Regions from separate parts of the Mus musculus genome. Here region 1 is linked to region 2. A link is a contact called in public Hi-C data. All regions are on one chromosome and are shown on one strand. Each heading gives the region's core, a stretch centred on a gene start, on an enhancer-like site or on the middle of the called end of the contact. The rest is flanking DNA. Distances are from core to core; before and after follow the strand shown. Region 1 holds the start of Hdgfl3 (HDGF like 3). Region 2 overlaps Tm6sf1 (transmembrane 6 superfamily member 1).

Evidence for each region. Hi-C and Micro-C count contacts between places; a contact is called where the count stands out from the background.
Region 1: a Hi-C map of Sertoli cells shows a contact between it and region 2, with 2.2 times the contacts expected there. The contact joins the promoter of Hdgfl3 here to the enhancer-like site in region 2. A contact is called at or near these places in 7 of 39 promoter capture datasets (the 3T3-L1 cell line, 3T3-L1-derived adipocytes, the SN4741 cell line and 3 more), 1 of 15 datasets of contacts at CTCF or cohesin (CD8 T cells), 28 of 484 Hi-C or Micro-C datasets (B cells, CD8 T cells, the STO cell line and 19 more), 10 of 115 datasets of contacts at active chromatin or transcription factors (CD8 T cells, the SCID.adh cell line, bone marrow-derived dendritic cells and 5 more) and 2 of 9 other capture datasets (adipose tissue and pancreatic islet).

What each region holds. Positions count from the first base shown.
Region 1 is chr7:81,929,939-81,936,166 of GRCm38.p6, forward strand. Hdgfl3 (HDGF like 3) reads right to left here and starts at 4,521. Exons shown (of 6, transcript NM_013886.4): 1 at 4,001-4,521. The coding sequence starts at 4,084.
Region 2 is chr7:81,876,856-81,883,082 of GRCm38.p6, forward strand. The region is part of intron 9 of Tm6sf1 (transmembrane 6 superfamily member 1); the gene reads left to right. Hdgfl3 (HDGF like 3) reads right to left here. Exons shown (of 6, transcript NM_013886.4): 6 at 4,401-6,227. Among named protein-coding and RNA genes, the nearest start is that of Tm6sf1, 21 kb to the left of the region's middle. Within about 2 kb of position 4,161, at least 27 of the 459 cell types and tissues checked have an H3K27ac peak or open chromatin away from gene starts, as enhancers often do. A contact at or near this core is called in B cells, CD8 T cells, the SCID.adh cell line and 3 more, where this site is marked.

The sequences.
Region 1 (6,228 bases), core at 3,271-5,770, 53 kb after region 2:
TACAAAAGCTTTGAGGCTATTCCCTGATCTCAGTTACACAGTGCTCGTAACTCACACACAAGGTGAATGGGGTGTGGGTGTGCAAAGAAAACACTTATTTTTTATTCTTCTATCTAAAAAGTAGGTTTCACTATCATTTAATATATAAATAAACAGTAATGTCCTTACACAAGACAGCTGTGTTTATTTACCTTAGTCTTACTATTAATTTAGTAACTTATGTTACTGTTAATATTTTGACAATAAAACATTTGAACCATAAAATAACCTTCCCTCATCCCCTGTGAGTCACTTTGGTGTTTATTTTACAATGTACATAGTATTAGTATAAAATAAAAGGATGTATTATATTTTAAGGTACATTTACATATATTAGGGATATATGCTTCAATCTTACCAACAGGAGCCAATCAAGAGCTCAGATCCTTGTCTAATGCACATTTTTTTTTAGTATTAAACTAGCAAATCCTTATTCACAAATGAACTAGTTTTTAAAGTCATATACAACAGTTGAGGAAATAGTTGCTATTTAATATTAAAATAACACACACAAATGGTGGAGGAAAAGGGAGGAGGACTGCTGGGAAGAGACACAAGAGAAATTTCATAGTTACTGCAACTAATTTACATCTTGGTAGGTATTTTTATTGTGTCATGTATAATCTAGCATTATATATATTGGTCAAATTTAGTGAATGCACATTTAAGTTTCCCTCTTAGTAAATTTTGCCTCATAAGGAAAAAAGGATTCATTAAACATGTTGACCTCTTAGTTAATGACAAGCATATTTAACTGTCTAAGAGTAAATTATAATAATGTCTACAACTTAGGTTGAAATATATCAAATTAAAGTAGACTGCTATATGGATAAAAGAATTGATTGATATATGATATGATAAACTACAGTATAATTGATACAAATCTAGGTGAAAGATACATGGATGTTCACTGTATAATTGAACTTCTCTTACCATTTTTCATGGTAAAATATTGAGAAAATTAACACATCTATGAAAGAGCTGAAAACTGCCAGATATGAATGTAAATGGTATAATGGTACTGTAAGTTATGAATTTACAAAGGAAAAATAGGGACATTGCTCAAACACACTGCTTTGGGAGACAGTAGCTCCTTATCACCTCCGTAGGCTTCAAGATTCACAGTCAATATCTAAATGAGGCAGTACAAAATCCTGTAAAATTGTTTTTTTTTCTTGAAATGCATATAACTATGAAAAAGTTCAACTTACAAATTATGTAAAGGGAAACAATAAAGTACAATAATTTAAGCAATTTACTGTAATAAAAGTCATTTGAATGTTGTCTTTGCCTATCTCTCAAAATATTGTATGGCACCACACTGGGTTTTTGGACTGCAGGAAATGAAAGCACAGGTAAAGCAGACTAATAAGCTCTCAAAAGTGAGAATTATTACTAAATTCAAATGCAGAAGAGATTACAGAAGTAGAGCCAGAGCACTAAGCATCAAGGCCTGATCCTGCCAGGAGAGGAATCCAGCTTTCCCTATGCATCCTCTTGACCCACATTCCTCACAAGGTGCTTCCCTGAACCAACCATCTTCCTCAGAAGCAAGGAAGCTATTCTCCCATTCTTGTATGCATCAGCTCTGGCCCTGCAGCAGCTCCTTCCTGCTGTATGAAACAGAGCACACCTTCCCACCTGAGGCTTGACTCTTTGGGGCCTCATACACTGCTAGCTTTTATATAAGGTGAACGTATCGGAAATGCAAACAAGATTCGTTTTCCAGTTAGTATTTTTAAATATCAACCTTCAAAGTTAGAAGCAGGTATAAAAGGAGAGATAATGCTGCATAAAACTGAGGTGAAAATGAGAACATATGTAATCAACATATGTAATCAAGAGTAGGGCCTCAAAATACTCTTTTTCTCCTAACCTTTACCTTTCCTTGGAAAATGCAAAATGTTGCTATAGCTTTTTGTGAGCCTTAGAACTTTCCTTAAGAAGGCAAATGTGGGTGGGGGAGGTTTTTTGGGATTTAGCTCAGTGGTAGAGCACTTGCCTAGCAAGCGCAAGACCCTGGGTTTGGTCCTCAGCTCCCAGGGGTGGATGGGGAGAAAAAAAAGGAAGAAAAAAAAAAAAAGAAGGTAAATGTGAACACATGTTCTTCCATGCGTCCTTTTAAATCTGAAAATCTAATGGTTTTGCTTTCTCATTTTATATTGGTTTGGAATTATACCTTCTAGGAATTTTTTTTTTTTTGTACAACTAGAAATACTTTCGTAGTAGTTTTGTTTCACTAATTACCACAGGTGGTCAACCTGTGACAGCAACGTGTTAATGAGGCTGTAAGTATTTTCTTTTTGATCCTCGGAAGATACTTTTCCATGGCCAGACTATGGCACAGACTGTGAGTATATACATACAACCTCACAGAGTTGTTTATTGGCTTGACAATACACACAGGGACTCCCTAGAAGACCCCTAAAATCGTCAACCTTGCCCTTCGAGTATTATTCACTATTTTGTAAGATTAAAGCAAACAAATAACAAAACAATGACAACCAGTACTTCGACGTTGAAACTCTGCCTTATTCCAGGTCTTAGAGTTTATACATGAAGAATTTATCACATCCGAGTGGAATCTGAGTAAGACTGTTTTTTTCCTCTTGATGCCTGAGGTTGTTAGTGTTGGAAGGAATCCTGGAGATGGTTATTCTAAAGTTACAGAAATGGAAGTGCAGGCAGTTAAAATGATTAGTTCCTAACAGTGCCTGACCCACTCTCCAGATCCCCTAAGTTCCTGGCCCAGTGTCCTTTCCATTTTAAAATCATGCCAAAACAAACGAGTTCAAAATGATTATGTCTATCCATTACCTCAACTACACTGATCTTCAGCCTGCCCCTCTTGATGTCACTTCCTTGTGTGAATGGGTGTACTTTCCCCTTGGTCTTGTTACCTTCACTTTATCACCACACAACACGAGTTCACGCTCCCAAGCTCCCAATTTCTGTCAGCTTCTCCCTTGACTATTTTTGTTCCTCAAGAATACCCAGCATTGTCTCCAAACTGCTTTAACTATCTTTTAACTGTATTCTTTTCAGTCAGTCAACCGCCAGCTATTAAATTTAAACAAATTGAAGGTGAAAGTGATTGTTTTTTTTTTTCAACATAAGGTGCGCACAGACGCGGTAGTGCTTCTTCCTCAGTAAGGATCGGAATAAAAATACTGAATGCTGTGTATTAAATGCAGATGCTTTCTAGAGAAAACCTAGCGACAGTCTTGCTGTTTAGGAAGAAGAGAGCTGTCGTGGGTTTGGTTCGAGGCCAAGAATAAGGTTCGGGAACCGACCTAAAACAAATATGGAGGTGAAAAGGCACAAGGAAGCTCCTTGAATTCACCAGCCAGTGACAGGCTATTTGGTGTCAGTTTCTAAGAACCAGGGCACCAGGGAGGCAATGGACAATGAGAGGGCAGGTGAGGCACAGGGGATCGCGCCCAGGAAACACTCAACAAGTCTGGAAGATGAAGGATGCTCTGAGATCGAAGATTGCTACCATGAGACTGCCGCTGGCCTCTGCACGACCATCCCCTTTCCCAGGACTGACCGTCACCGGCTCTCGCCGGCTGGGGGACAGCCTTTCGCTCTCCTACCTGCCTCGACGTTCGCCCGGATCAGGGCGTCTACTCAGGACCATGCTGGGAGCCAGCCGGCGCCTCCACCCCGGACCCGCTTCCCGGTCCCCGCCGGCTTCCATGAGGAAGGCGACGTCGGGCCTGTCCGGTCGAACCCGCCTTCGAACGTGGGCGTCAGGATGGCCGCCGAGCCGGCGAGGGCGCAGCCCGGAACCTTCGCCTCGGCCCGGAGCCCGGTGCGCAGCACAGCTCGCGGTTCAGCCCAGGCGGCGGCCAGGCGCGAGGCGGGCTCGAGCCGAGGTGATGGGGAAAGGGGGCGGGCGCGCCATCATGAAGGGAAAATGGTGGGCGGGCGGGCCCGCGCGCGCGGCCGCCGTACTCACCCGGGCGGGCCAGTGCGGGTAGCCCTTCATCTTGGCGAAGACCAGGTCTCCCGCTTTGTACTCGCGGGGCCGCGGACGCGCCATCCCGGTCGTTCTCCTGCTCGCCGGTCCTTGGCCGCCGCGAAGATGCTGGGAGGCCGCCCCTCCGCGGGACGACGGAACCGCGCCGCGCTCCCCGCGGGGCCTCGAGCCGAACGCTCGAGCGGCCGCTCCGACGAGGGAGAGCGGCGAGGCAGTGGCCGAGGCGAGCGGTGGGCGGGGGGCACCGCAGGCCCCGCAGATCCCCGCCCGGCTGCGGGGGATGGGAGCCCGCGTCCGGCCGCGCCGAGTCCCGACGCCGCCGCTACCGCCGCGCGCTGCTCACAGGAGCCGCGTCGCCAGCCTCATGCAGCCGCCGCCTCCCCGCCGAGCTTCTGGGTTCCGTGCGAGCTCCGGGCCTCGCGCCTCCTCCGAATTCCTCCTCGGGCAGCGACCGCAAACACGATCTTATTATTGTTCTCGCGCGCGCTCAGCATTCCCCCCCTCCACCCCTCGCCCGCCCCGCTTCCCTCCCCTCGCGCGCCGGCCGGTTAATTCCTAGGTGCACGGCCGGCTTTCTCGGAGAAACCGCGCGCGCCGCCTGGCTTGCTCCGCGGGCTGCTGGTGGGCGCGTCCTCCCGCAGCAGCGAAGCCGGTGCCCCGCGGGTGGGAGCGCCTACTCCAAAGACGCCCGCCGCCTGCTCTCTTTTGTTCTTGGCCGGGAGCTGCCTGGTGAAGCCCAGCCAATCACCACCCGGCCGCCCCTCTTTCCCCTCCTGCTCGCGCCCACCCCCTGCGGACTGCACCCCCTTTCTGACTGCCCCCTACCCGTGGGCCACTTCCTCGGGTGCTCTCTGGTGAGTTGGGGGAGAGGGGGGACAAAGGCTTCCCAGGCATGGGGGATAGCTGCGCAGGGGACTCGCTGCCTGGTCAGTAGGTACCTGGAAAGAACAAGGGCAAGGTTCTTGCCCCAGGTCTGCCTTAATGATGCAGTGTGACCCACCTAGGGCAAGCGACTTCACTGGAGTCAAGGCCAGTCCTCACCGACAGGATGGCACAGTCGGGCTTTGAACATGGATCTATATGGTTCAGTGCCCATAGCCTAAGTTATGCTTCTCTGTGTGGGGCCTTCATGGGCCAATAATTTTGGGGCAAAGGACTTACCCTGACAAGTCAAATCAGTTGTTTTCAATTCTGGTAACATACTGGAGAGCAGCTTCTAGAGATTTCTTTATACAGGTTAGTAAGTCTACGACAAACGTGTGCATTCACCATTGTTTTATTTGGATTTCAGCTGACTGCTTTCAAAAAGACATTTTGGGAGTGAGAATCTTTATAGCATTCTCCTTTGTGAGAGGTAAATAAAATAATTCACTCTTTTCTGCATCTGCTCGATGAATGGATGAATGCGCCCTGTGGAAGATCCCTGTGATCTTGCCTTCTTTAAAAGGTCCTCTGGTGCTGCACCTAGTTGGGAAGACAGCTCTCCTTTGTGAATTGCCCTCTTTGCCATTTCTCCCCTCTGTAGAAAGTGGGTTTTCCAAGCATCTGCCCCACTCACTTGTGCTTGAGAGCTGTGCTTACCGCAGCCTCTCCGTGATGGGTTTCCAGTGGCCGGCTGTAGAGTCTGGAGACATTCCGAGGAGCGTTTACTTTGTTCACAGTACTTGGCTGTTTCTTTTTTTGCATCTCTTAATTCTCCAGCACCCACCCCTCACCTTCCCTATAGGCTCACCTTGTCCTCTCTTGCGCTGCAAAATTAGTCTAGGTTTTTTCCCCCGGCTGTGATAGCCCGAGAACGAGCTTGTCACGTCTACAAGTCATATCACACACATCCTAGGTGCCATGTCAAAGCCGCATCTCTTGACAGGCCACCAGAGCCCTAACTGTCCAAAGCTGGAATGGCCGAGGCTGCCTGTGGGCTCTGGGCGGTCATGAGTAGGGGAGAGAATCAGTGTGGAAGCCATGCAAGGAAGTTAAGCTGGAAGTGATCATAATTGTGTTAAAGAGTACTCAGGTGGCCAGAAGAGAGGTTGATCTGAGGGTGCGGGGCTGGAGCGGGGTTTTCACTAAGAGAGAGAAGACGTGGTCTCAGCCATCTTGCTAACTCACAAGTGGCAAGTAGTAGGAAGAATGGTGACTAAAATATGGTTCCTTTGTTTCCAGATTAAGTAACGGGATCTTTAGCATCTGGAAAGGCCAGGCAGTCT
Region 2 (6,227 bases), core at 2,911-5,410:
CATCTTCAAGGCCTTACAACTTATAACTGTAAGCTGGTGACAGTCTCTTCAGCCCTGAGTGCTAACTCCTAAATTTAACTCCCAAATTAATAATCTCATTTGGATGTCTTACTAGCTCATCAGAATTTTTTTTTGATGCGTTTTGAGAAACTTCTGGTGTCTTTGTAATGCAAGCAGGTACACATGAGTTTTTAAGCACAGCTGCAGATCAAGTATCAGTCTATACAAGAAAACATATTTTCCTGTTTGATGCAGAGTCTTGCTTTGTAGCCCAGACTAGCCTTAAACTCACGATCTCTTACCTTGTCCAGGGAGCATGGCAAATGCAGAGACTCAAATAGGACTCTCGGTCTCACCATTTCTCCTGTTGTCCATTGTCTTTGTAAATAGCCTGAGCTTGCATTGGCCAACTCAAGCCAAAACCTGGAATCTTCTAAATTCATTTCATGTATATGGTGTTTTGCCTGCATGTGTATCTATGCACCATTTGTGGACCTGTGGAGGCTAGAACAGGAGCCTTCTCACCTGGACCTGGAGTTCCAGATGGCAGTGAGTCACCATGTGGGTGCTGGGAATTGAATTCCAGTCCTCTTAAGAAAAGCCAGTTCTTTTAAACACTGAGCCATCTCTCCAGAACCTGGAATAATTCTTTCTACTCCCCTTCCCCTCACCCGCTACGTATAAGCCCATCTCTAGGTCAGGTCAAATCTGTTGTTTCCAGTGTGAGCCTGTTGCCACTATGCTAGTCCGAGCGTCTAACCTCCTGTTTTGTTTTACTTGCCTGTGTGAGGGTAGGCTACATGCTCTGTGGTAGTAATGAAGTAAACACGTGTTTTACTGGGGCCAGTGGAGTCAGCTCATGCAAAGATCACAGGAAAGTTTTCATGGGCCAGATTTTGCAGTTTAGCTGCAGGGAAGGCTGGCAAATGTGATCTTAGTTCTCTGAAGCAATGGTGTAACTAATGGACGGAACATCTGTGTTCTTATTTAAATGACTACCCCTTCAAAGATGAGGCACAGCATCACCAAATGACATGTAGGGCTAAATTCTTCTGTCCAGCTCTAAACCTCATATCCACAGCATCATCTCCTCCTGCCCCTGCAAGCAATCAGCTGAGGCAGTGCCCAACAGCACAAAGTAAGCCAGCCCTGTGTGTGGCATCGGGGAGCAGAACCACTGTAGGGCAAGCATAGTGGTGGGAGGCAGTGCTGCCTGCAGCCAGTTTTTGAGGGCTGAATGGGACGTCACTAAGTTGAACTGCTTCAGGAAACAATAGATGGATAGCATTTAGGTATGGAAGCAGGTGGTCAGGGCAGACTTAGCAGTAGCTTTTGTCTCCTTGGCTTGGTTCCCCTTTTCACTTGTACCCTCTAGGGCAAAGGAGGCACACTTACCTCACTCTCTCCAGCCAGTCCAACAGCTAACTGTGCTTTGATTCAGGTGGACATCCTCTACATGACACTGCCACCACCCCAAGATAGGATTCTGAGTGTCCTCAGCTAAGGTGGCAAAGGACAGGTATGCAGCCTGGTCAGTCTCAGGGGATAACTCGAGAACTAGACAGAAGAACCGAAACGCATGTCCAGTTATGTGGAAGAATCACATGGCCAAGACAGGAGGTTTAGGAAGGCCTAACCTAGAGGCAAATAGGTTTAGAGCCTACAGCAAGACTAACCGTTCTGTGGATGAGGCTTAGTCTGCAAGTGGGTCGCTGTGACTCCAAACAGGTGGCCCTGGGAAGGGCAGCCTGGGCTGCGGGCCTGGCAGAGGTAGGGCAGCCTGGGCTGCGGGCCTGGCAGAGGTAGGGTAGCCTGGGCTGCGGGCCTGGCAGAGGTAGCTCAGCCAGACTGAAAGCTTTTCAGCAGATCCTTGGCTTATCTATCATCGTCCAGTTTGACAAGATAGACTGAAGTCTCTCTTGCTGTTGAGTACAGATCCAGGTCACGAGGGTCAGGTCCTGTAATGTCCGTTTTCTCCCAACAGATCAACCCACGTGGCATGGTGCAGAGATTGTATGTTCAACATCCTCCTAGTTTGGGCTTTAATATCTACTTATTGTGTTCAGCTTCTGTAAAAGTTAGAAATGATGCTACAACAAAGCAATGCACATACTGAAGCGCACTTAGGAAATGCCCGCCTGTTATGAGGGTATTCTCGTGGCAGAAAGGATCTCTGTCACCTTGACCAGCATCCCCTAGCTTCTAAAACTGTTGCCTAATTCAGACACTTCAGCCTCCTGTGCTGGAATCAGAAACACAAACCACCATGTTAACTCCTAAGGCACTACAGTGGAGTAAGAAAAATTCCTAATGTTTGCTTATTTAGGTCACTGGAAGACACACTGGGTGATTGGTTATTGGGTCTTTGATTTCAGACTGGGTTAGGAACCTCTCAAATCTGTCCTCTTCAGAAAATATAAGCTTAGTCAACACTTTAAAATAAAAACCCGGCCAAGTTCCACTGGGGGACTTTATCTCTCTTCATACACAGCTTGCTGCTATAGGACTAAAGTTGTAAGACTAAGGAGAGACACTTACTAGTGCTTCCTCTCGCCTGGCGCAGTCAGCTCTTAGCGATGTGCAGAACCAACCAACTTAAGAGATGTATGTTGAGGCCTGTGACTGTAATCAGTACTGAACAAAACTTTCTAGACTTTTCTTATTTCCAAAAAGACAGTACAACTGCGTATACTGCATGTACACTGTTTGGCTCTGTGAGTCATTTAATGTAACACGTGCACAAAGATGTACAGAACACACAAACATGTTTTATATAAGGGACTTGAGGCTCCAAAGATTTTGACATATATGGGATTTCCCAAGGTGCTGGAACCAGTCCTCCTTGGATCCCAAAGGCTGACTGACTGCACACTGTTAGAATCTAAGTTAATATAATGAACAGCAGGAGCTGATCAAGTTCCTCGTCGTTTCTAGGTAATTCAGTAAATCCAGTTAAAGCGACGTCTGTTACTTTCTCTTCTGTCAAGCTGCTGAGGCTTAAATAGGGTTCTAAGTCCAGAGCCAACGACAGTGCCTGACATGTCAAAGCCATGCGACTCCTATTTATAATTACTATTAATACAGATTCCCAGAAAGGACTGAGAGAAAAATGCTTTCTCACTGAGATTAATTTTTCTACAATTTAAGCAAAGTGTATCCCTCATATAATGACCTAAAAAAACCCTAGACAAAAGCTTAGGGGTAGGTTCCTGGTGGGCATTCAGTAAGCCCATGCTGACTGGGGCCAGCTGAGTCTGGTGACATCCCTTCCCATGCACTGTCCACCCCCACCCTACCCCACCCGCTCTGCTGGGATCCACAGGTACATCTGTGGACAGTCTAGCTGAAAAGAGTTGATCTTCCTTGAGTTAAGCTTTGTAACATTTTTTCCTTCAGGAAAACCTTTTAGGAAGCCCGCAGGTTACCAATCTCCCATCTGCTCAGGTGCTTCGTTACCAAGCACCTTTAGTGGTGACATTTTGACGTTGGGTTTTACTTTCTTACATGCTTCTCCTTTGATAGAGGAGTTAAAAGGTCAGACAGGTATCTAACTGAGCTTTGTGAGCCTAGCCCTCCCCTGCTGGGGCAGACCTTTCACCTGGCTTGTGGTGGAGCTATGACCCAATCGAGCCATAACTGCCAACCCCACGCTGTGGGGCATCTGCTTGCAGTGAATGAAGTCCAACAGTGGGCTACAGAGTTTGCCCTCTTAACATCCACCTGGACATGTAAGGCTCACTTCATTTTGGAGCCAGGATTGTGACTGGGGGGGGGGGTCGTCATCCTTTCCTAATTTTCTCTATAAACACAGGAAAGGGAGCTATTACAATTTAGCTTTTGCTTACTTTCATTACTATGTTCTAAACATCCAATTGGACCAAAACAAAAACAAACAACCCAAAAGCCAAAAACAAGTATCTCTTATTTCTACTAGGTAGAGAAGTTAGAATTGAGTCAAAGGCAAATGACTAGATGTGTCAGCCACATCACTGAGTTTTATAGTTATCATAATTGAGATGTGGAATTTAGCAGCACACAGTACCTTCCTCCCTCAACTCCAGCAGGGTTCCCAGCAGAGTTCTAGGCCCTGCAGGGAAGCAGGTGTGGTGGGTACTGCGGTCCAGTAAGCGTGGGAAAGGAACCCTGAGCAGCTGACATCAGAGGAAGCTGCAGGTGTGGGCCCACTCAGCTGCCACAAACACACCCGTGCAGTGCCAGGAGCGGCACACAACTGGTCTCACTTTTCTTTTCTCATGGGCACACACCTTTTGGTAAAGAATGTTATGATCTTCACCCCTTATTAATAATTCTGAGTGTAATGTCCTACTACTACTACTACTGGTATAGGAAAAATGCTTTCAAGATTCTTTTTGTATTCTGACAGTCACAAGAGCATTGTTGTTGAATGTTTATTGAACTCTAACAACGTGATAGGTGCCACACAAAACATTAGACACAGTATCTGCCCAGTGGGCGTACAATCTAATCTAAGGACGCATCATTTTTTTGAATGTTGTCATGACCTTCCTGTTCACGAGAATGAGGTATTAACTGCACTGTTCAGTGCAGAGAAGGGCCCACACAATCACTGACCTTTCATACAGGTTTACCTATATAGGTACACCCAGCTGCTCATGTTACTTATTCTTGGGAATTGTGGGTAGTATTTTTCTGTCATTTTATGATGAGCACAATAATCTCTAAGGATAGAATCACTAAACCCACAAGTCTGACAAAACCAGGGTTCAAAACTGGCCTCTAGTCCAGAAGAAAATTGTTGTATGTTCAAAAAAACAGCTAAAGCAGGGCCCAGAGAACAAGTGTCAGGAGTCAAGGCTTCTGCCAGAGTCCCCAGACTGTTCACAGCAGTGTCTCTTCTGGGCAGCTTCCAAAGTGCCCTTTATTCTCAAGGACTCTGTCTGTGTAGCCTTGAGATGCACTCATTTGCTGGGCCTTTGGCTTTGTGCCCTAGGGAGTGTGTCTGCGGGCAGAACCTTCTCAGTGCCCGAGGAGAATCACAGTGTGGGTAAGCCACTTGTTGGTCCTTGTCAACACACATCAGGAATTTAATTTTTATTTCCAGAGTAGTAAAAGTATCCGGAATATATCAGTAATTTATAAATTGTAGCCCATTAAAATATCTGCCATTTATACAAATTCCTAAACATGCTCTTTTCTTTGCCAAGGTCACATCAAATGCCAAGTAGCACTTTTATCTGTTAGCACTTAGCACTCTCAATTGATCATATGGAAGGACATATAAGGTAACAATACATTAAGAACACACTCTCTAGTGATTCACTGTTACTTCTGTCTCTTTAGATTGCAGGATCCTTTATCGTCTCACTTTGATCATAGTATACTGATAATCTGCCATTTAACTACATTTAAATCTTTAGTCTTTATTTCTGTGTATCTTGAATTTCAGGCAAACATAAAAGTGCAGACTTGGGGTTTGCATTTTATAATAACAAGTTTTCTGAGAAAAATACTCTGTCGGTTTTCAATTCTGCTATGGCCTGTATTACTTTTCTAATAGTTTTTCTCTGTGCTTATGAAAAGTACAAAAAACAAATGAGCCAAGCAAAATTCAACTGGCACATTCTGAATAGTTTATAAACTATCCCATGTAAACAGAGGGAGCCCTTGCTGTTCTGTTCTGAAACTTCAAACATGCTGACCAGTCACAATTCTAAGTAGATTTCAGTCTGATTTGGAAAGGCTGCCTGTGTATATATTTGCCATTTTATAATCATATTGCTATCCACAGCCAAGCTATTAACAAGCTTACCTTACAAACAATCATAGTGCTATTAAGTTACATAAAACCAAACACACGGATGAATAAGCAGTACATGTGATGGTCTCTGAGCTCTGGCATCCAGTGGTTGGTCTGAGACCCTTAGTGCTTCTCTCTAAAGTAGCTCCTCATACTAATTACAGCTTAAATGTTAAAACCCAACTTCATTTGTAATTCAAACCCAATTTGTGAGACCTTGCTGAGTGTCTATATAGTTAGTGTTCCTAAGATTCAAATTAGAAAGAGGGGGAGATTTTGTTGTTGTTGTTGTTGAATTGAGCCAGTATTGTTTGTTATTTGGCACAGGATAGGTTAAAAATACACAACTGGAATAATAAAATCACACTTTAAGAAGGATACATTATTTGAATACTTATATCAAGAACAACCTTAAATTTAGTGAAAGATTATATATTAAGACTGGATT